Regions from separate parts of the Mus musculus genome. Here region 1 is linked to region 2. Evidence: chromatin contacts called from public HiChIP or PLAC-seq data. All regions are on one chromosome and are shown on one strand. The core of a region is the stretch at or near the end of the contact, and the rest is flanking DNA. Distances in the headings are between cores, read along the strand shown. Region 1 holds the start of G630018N14Rik (a long non-coding RNA gene). Region 2 has its middle 33 kb from the start of 4930401O12Rik.

What was found. HiChIP or PLAC-seq counts read pairs in DNA pulled down with a chosen protein or histone mark.
Region 1: an H3K27ac HiChIP or PLAC-seq map of the NIH/3T3 cell line shows a contact between it and region 2, with 3 times the contacts expected there. The contact joins the promoter of G630018N14Rik here to the enhancer-like site in region 2. A contact is called at or near these places in 2 of 484 Hi-C or Micro-C datasets (Sertoli cells and neural progenitor cells) and 2 of 115 datasets of contacts at active chromatin or transcription factors (the NIH/3T3 cell line and extraembryonic endoderm stem cells).

Annotation. Positions count from the first base shown.
Region 1 is chr13:31,407,460-31,410,910 of GRCm38.p6, reverse strand. G630018N14Rik (a long non-coding RNA gene) reads left to right here and starts at 1,808. Exons shown (of 10, transcript XR_003950526.1): 1 at 1,808-2,133; 2 at 3,324-3,451.
Region 2 is chr13:31,206,561-31,210,034 of GRCm38.p6, reverse strand. No RefSeq gene overlaps it. Among named protein-coding and RNA genes, the nearest start is that of 4930401O12Rik, 33 kb to the left of the region's middle. Within about 2 kb of position 2,129, at least 23 of the 459 cell types and tissues checked have an H3K27ac peak or open chromatin away from gene starts, as enhancers often do. A contact at or near this core is called in the NIH/3T3 cell line and extraembryonic endoderm stem cells, where this site is marked.

The DNA of each region.
Region 1 (3,451 bases), core at 559-3,058, 200 kb before region 2:
ATGCTTGCTTTGGGCTAATTTAAAAATAATCAGATATGTAAAAATTTGAATTTGGCACTATCAAATTTTGAGCTAATGAGTGAAGAGATACAGCCTCTGGGCCACGACAGAGTCCATCTTTGGTATGTTGATAGACAGCTATGTGAGCCTGTCAAGGAAGTGAAACTATCCTCTGTGCAGAAACCTTAAGCTTAGGAAAATGTATAAGGATTCAATGTTGATTATCTTAAATGTCAAAAAGGAATTTAGTTTATCTATGTCACAAAGATTTCATTCCTGGTAGAAATCATGTAATTATACAATAGGATGGAATTTGGGTAGGAAAACAAGAAACTCAGGAACTGCAAATAGGATCTCTCTACAATCTTCATGATTTGAACTGAACCATCAGCTATAGACCTTTTTCAGCATAAGTAACAGGCAGCTAGGTTTGGGCAGTCACTGTGCATTGGTGTTCTGTCTCTCTAAGGCAAATTCTTTCACGAATTTTTTAGGGTACTGGATAGGATGTGGGATAAATAAAATCACTGCGGCTCCAGGGTTGCTGGGCTTGGATCATCACATTGAAACAGTGGATGCTGAGAAGAAAGATGATGGAAACAGAAGCCAAGAGGACACTGCCCAGGAGGGCATTCAGTTTAGGGACAAAGGCAGGGAGATACCTTCCCTGTAGAAAAGACTCAATCCTATCTTTATTTGGGGGCCACCATGATAATAGGTATGGGGCAACAGATTTTAACAATGTAGGTGTAAGAGAAATACACCAGCTATGTTGTGTTCTCAAAGATGTCTCTATTGATGGCAGATATGTTCTTTTGAATTGAGTCATTCTTAGCTCTTTCAAACAATAATATGCATCATATTTCTGCAGAACCAGCACCTATGAAGTCCATGACGATCTGTATCCTATCATCTTCTTTTGTTAGGAATGCTCACTGTGGAGCAGAGCTGTGCTGCAGCACATTTGACTAGTAGAGCTGAAGTTTCTCCTTAGTTCTGTGGTTCATACCACAAGTTTCTAGGACTGTAATCTCTCACTATGAATGACACTTCTGTCTTACAAACTCCAAACTTTCAAATATCTGACTATCCTGAGAGTGAATACTGCTCGAATTGAAGATATGAAATTTGCGGTGGAGCATTAAAATGAAAGATGCTATGACTGGTTAACTCCACTCTGAGGGAATTTTGCGTTTTGCCTGATTGGACATACCAGAAAACTATTTAAAAGTTTGATTTACTCCCTGTAAAGAAGGCTGTGTTGTTTAAGATGGTTATAGCATATTACACTGCACTTATGGACAGAAGCTGTATATAGCTGCCAGGCTTCAAGCTCCTTCATGTTTATCAGGATGCTTTCAAATTGTCCGCATGTCCTTATGGAAGCATCTCTCTGTCCCAGTCCACACCCTATCTCGGGGTTCATTTGTGTGCTCTTTAAGAGTTCCCCTTGGCTTCTCTAAGTATATGCATATGGCTTGAAATATATTAATCACTTTTCAAAGTCTTCAAGTGCTTGCAATAATTTCCATAAACCAAATTTAATTCAGGTGGGCCTGCTGCCAACAGACGGACCAACCCCAGGGTGGGTCTCTGGCATTTCTTCTTGAATGCTTCATGCCATTAAGGAGAAGTGTTTCAAGCAAAAAGGGAGAGTCCAATTATGCCAAGTTGTGAAGGTTTTTTTTTTTTTTAATGTCCTGTTTTTACAGTAATCTAAGGTTTTGTGCCAAGCCATAAGTATGCCTAATTTTAGCTCAGCTCCTCAGTCAGAAGCAAGCATGTCTGTCTGTCTGTTCTCTTTCAGTTCTTTACATTAGCTCCCTTAAGGCTCTATCTGCCTTTGAGCTTGCTTACCGGCAGTGCTTCTGACCACTCATGGGTTAATTTGAGGCAGCACAGCCAGGCGCCTGTCAGCTCTAATGGATTCATCACTATTAATAAGTTTGGCGCCTAATTTACTACGAGCTGGCACTGGCAATGACGCTGAGAGATCACATGTCCCAGCTGATGCGCAGATTCTTCCCCACTGAAATGGACGTTTCTGCCAAAGTCAATGAGTAAAACTGACAGTGCGGATGACTAACCTCCAGCCCAGAGCCTTTGGCAGCTCACACCTTTGTGCAAAGCACGGTACGTTGTTTAAATTCTTTCAGATTATGATGATGGCAATAGTAGAGATATTTAGTAAATGAGGGAAGTGTGGCCTCCCTACTATCTGCAATGAAGCCTGCAAAAAGGGGATCATTGTTGGCAGGGGGACCTAGTATCATTTGTGAGAGGAGAGAAATGATCAGACCCTTTGCCACACCCTGCTGCCTGTGCTATAGGCCAAACAAATGCCTATCATTGGCCTCAGTTGAAAAGCTAATTTGCAGCTTGTTGAAAAGATGAGGCTCTTTGATACAGAGAAATATCTGGAAAGCAACAGAGTGCACAATACCCACATTTGCTCAGGAGCTGGATATGCCAAAGTGATGATAGTCGAAGAACTTTGGTGATTTTGCAATTTTACAGTCTCCAGATGCCCTGAACATCTAATGTTGATTCACAGCTCTCTGTAAAGCAAGAAGAGTCATGCTAAGATCAGAGAGGTCATTCCTGGTATCCAAGACCAGGCAGTTGGCATAGATAAACAGGAGACAAATGTCCAATGGCACAGCCTCGCCTGATACAAACTTAAGATCTCCATTTGGAAGAGGGAAGCTACTGAGTTTCAGAGGGTCTCTACTTACTATATTAAACTTGGTTTCTCTTTGAGGCCATCTTAAATTCATGACTTACAACCTCAGCCCATGGTCTGGGGTATAAGGACAGTTCAATATCAGTGCTTGCTTTGTAGTTCAAAATTATCTTAAAATTCTTATACGTGGAATTAAAACATTTTAGGAGTTGTGATGTCCTAAAACAAAATGTTCTGATCATGCCCAGTGAGGACAAAAAGGATGGACCTGTGTTTTCTAACCTCAGCCGTATCAAAGCAATGCAGTTGAGAGCATTGGAAGGAGGGTGTTCTATGCACTCACGGTCTGGATTCTTTGACTCTACATCTTCAAGAAGATGTAAAGTACAAGTCTTTACCTTACTGGAGGAACTAATAGCATTCATTACTCAGATGTTGTTCTGGTTTTTGGTTGTTTTGTTTGTTTTCCTACACAGCATCTACCGGACCAGTTTTGATTTTGTCATAGCTTCTTAGCTTGCTTATTCTCCATGTTGCTCCCTCTGGTTTTCAGCTTTGTGAAACCCTATTGTACACTCAAGTTTACCAGCATCTTTTGTCCTCTCCATTATAAGATTAATTTTGGTTTTATATTTTTCAGATCCAGTAGTTCCCTTTGGTTCTTTATCAGCATCTATTTCTCTGATGAGCTTGAGGAACTGTTATTATTAGCTATAGGTACACGCCTTTATATCCTAGAACAACACCAAAATATCATTTTAAGTTGAT
Region 2 (3,474 bases), core at 880-3,379:
ATCATTCAGGGCTCAGGTAGACATTCTGCCTTGGAATTTTAAATGCCAGATTCTACTCACCCACCTGTCATTGTGCATGTATTTTTAATTTGTACTTAGAACTTTGTTCTTTCAAAAGTACACATGAAAAACAATGGCTTCAAGACAAGATAGCCATAAAATAGTATCTGTGGCCTCTATCTGTGGTTTATTGTCCAGACAGTGGAAGTTAAAGAATAAAGAACAAAAGAAAGGCTGAGGACAAGTCAATGGCAGACCCCTTATCTTAGCTAGCCTGTGCAAGACTGGTGTTTGATCAGTCTTCCTTGGAATCACAAGGAAGAGATGAAGGGCTAAAGGAAGAGAAGTAGAGAGGAAGGGAATAAAAAGAAATGGTAGAGGGAGAGCAGAAAGGGAAAAGGAAAAGGGGGAAGGAGGAGGAAAAGGAATGCTAAAGCTGCTGCTTTGGGTCAAGGAATGAGGCCCATTTCTGTGGGTCCATGCAATCAAGGGCATTAAGGCTCTATGAAGGGCATCTATGTTTATAAAGCTCCAGCTCTGGTGGGCACCAGGATTGTTCACTACATAGTGGTAAGGAAGGCAGTGGCAGTCAGCAGCTTTACTCTTCAGTGAACACTTATGCTTTTACTTATAATGAATTCTACTGGACAGGTCTATGACTAGGCACAATACTATTGCAACCAGCAATGCAGACTCTGGCTTTGTTTAGAGTAGCCTGTGTGATAAGAGCTGTTGTGGAGCCAAAGGAGCCACGGCCATTGATAAGCTGGTGAAAGGGCTTTGATTCATTCAGAGCTGTAGATCCAGAGGCTGACAATGCTCCCATCCTCCCATATCCCTGAAGCTACTATGTGGCTTCCTGATTGTGTGGCTTCCTAAGGTTTCACTGTTGAAAGTTTCCAGAGTCTGGCCTAGGAAAAGCACAGACGAAGTGGACCCGTGGGTCCAAGATTGTCCAGATGGAAATGCAGGAAGCCATACAAGAGTCTGATGGTGGGGGAAAGTCATGGCATTGAGCATCAGGACCAATATTCTGGCTTTGGGATCTACAGCCTAGTTGTGAGGTTTCAGGTGACTTAGTTTGTTTTCTCAAACTGTATCTGTTTCCCAAGTATCTATGTGCTCTTACTTAGGAAGCTAGATGGTCCCTCTGGTCCTAGGAGGAGCCTCGGTGGGGAACAGGAACCAGGCCACTACTCTCAGTAAAGCTCTGCAGTAACAGAGAACACAGCGATAACAGAAGCTGGGAGAATAAGAAAACATGTAGAAACTGTCCTGGGGTTTTTCCAGTACATTCATCAGCTAAAAAAATAAAAATAAAAAATAGATTTAATCTTTCCTAATTAGAGTAAATATTTGAATCAGAGTGGACAGAAGGGTCCCACGCATAGAAAGGAGTTTACGCAGTTCCCAACTCATGCAAACATTCCATGAGCTATTGAATATACTTACTGAAGAACAGGTCTATGAAGTGAGAGCCTATTACAACTTTTTTTTTCCATAAGGAAAACTTGTAGTGAGTCCTAGAGTGGCCCGCACTTGGGTTCTACTTTGAAGCCCCAGCTTAGTCCTTGCCTGTCTGAGTGACATGAAATTAGATGCTAAAAAATTGAATTATTATTTATTGGTTCACATGTTTCCTTCTCACCTATGTTTCAACCCAGAGGATACTTGTTTATATTTCTGTTCCCCGGTTATGATACACATTCCAATCAGGCGTTCAGGAAATGTTTTACAAATAAAATATCTAAGGGGAGGGGGTAAACCAAAGTTTCATGAGCTTAGTGAATTAAAGAGGTTGGGGTAGCTTATAACATGGAGGTGACAACTCTGCAGTCTGAAACACATTAAAAGTAAGAGTCTTAAAAATCACCCCATTTCCAGCAAGACAGGCTCTGAGATAGTAGAGCCTGCTTCTTCCCTTTAGGTCCCCAGTGAGGCTCTGTGATATCAGAGATAACTACGTCAGAGCAGTCTGGAAGAAAGGGAAAATAACAACTTGGCATGCAGAAACCGCCTGGTTTTTTTCCAACTCGTTCATCAGTAAAAATCTCTCCCCATTCCTAGGCTGGAGTAAAGTGATGAAACCAAGTCTTAAGTCACCCAGGTCTCTCTCTGTTCCTGGAGAGAAGCCAGAGGAGGGAGCAGCAGCCAGAGCTCAAGACACTGCTGTCCTCTTGTGGCCTGCCAGATGCTGTGCTCTCAAATCCACTCAAGAAACCAGAAGCCGCCGGCCTCCCTGGAGCCCAGAAAGCTGCCTTAGAAATGGGGCTTCAAAAAAAAAAAAGAAAAAGAAAAAGAAATGGGGCTTCTTTTCCCAAAGGGCTGAGAGTGAAGAATATCTATGCATGGAACACTGCCCAGCAGGTATTTCTTGCCCAGACTGGGCACGGGTGGATGGAAAGAACCGTTCCTGAGAAGGAAGGCGGCTGCATCTTTGAGTGGAATTTCCCCACCTCTTAGTGCTAGTAGAACTAGCACTAAGTTCAGTCCTTTTGCACAGCACAGTGTATACTGGTGTATTCACTAGGGAGTAATGGGCATTGTTGGTCAGTGAACAAGCTAGAGAAAATAGTGTGTCTCACCTTAACATCTCATGGAATAGAAACAAGTAGCTGAACCAGTCTAGATCCAAACTTCCTTCTTCTAAACTCAGAACTACAGAGCAGCTAATAGTCTACCCTGTCTGACTGTGAGTCCCTTATACTGAGTTTAATAAAGATGTACTTATTTTGTCATGCATTCACTTAACAAACAGCATCAAGTACCAATCATATGCAGGTTGCCTCAGGGACTCATCATATAGGACCACCCTGCACTCTTAGAGTTAGGGCTTGTGTTGTTAGATATCAGAGTTGGGACCCATCTTTCAATATGAAATTCATTCATGTGTCACAGCCCGAGGTAATTTATATAACATTTCCAATGTGCCCGTGTCTGACAGTCATCTATCACTTGAGGTAAAGTATGGAATTTTCCATTTGTGTCATCTTAGTGATGCTAATTTCTAGTTTCAAAAACTCCAGTTGGGGAGTTTCTTGTAATGAGTGCTGCGCACAGAGCAAGCTAAATGTTCTGCATTTTCTAATCCAGGGAGCAAGCTTACTTGCCTAACTCTGGGTCTAACAGCAAAGTCTTTTGTGCCACAGAGAACTCCTTGCTTCAAGGTCCTGTCTGCCTGGCAAGCAGCTCATGAAGGATAGATCCAACAAACACGCTGATGCTCTCCATGCCATAAGAACCCCATTTGAAGACTCCACAAGAATATGTAAAAAGTAGAATCAGTAGGAGAAATACATGAGATTTTCAAAGAACTGTAAGAATATCCAGAAAGATCATAGATACAATCATATGTTTGTATAGACCAGAGGCCTGGACCCCACCCCTAGGGTAGCACAGGGAACTGCAGGTGTTCCCTACCCACCAGTCGCTGCCCATCAGGGAGACACTCCCATGAACCTAAAGTTAGGGGAC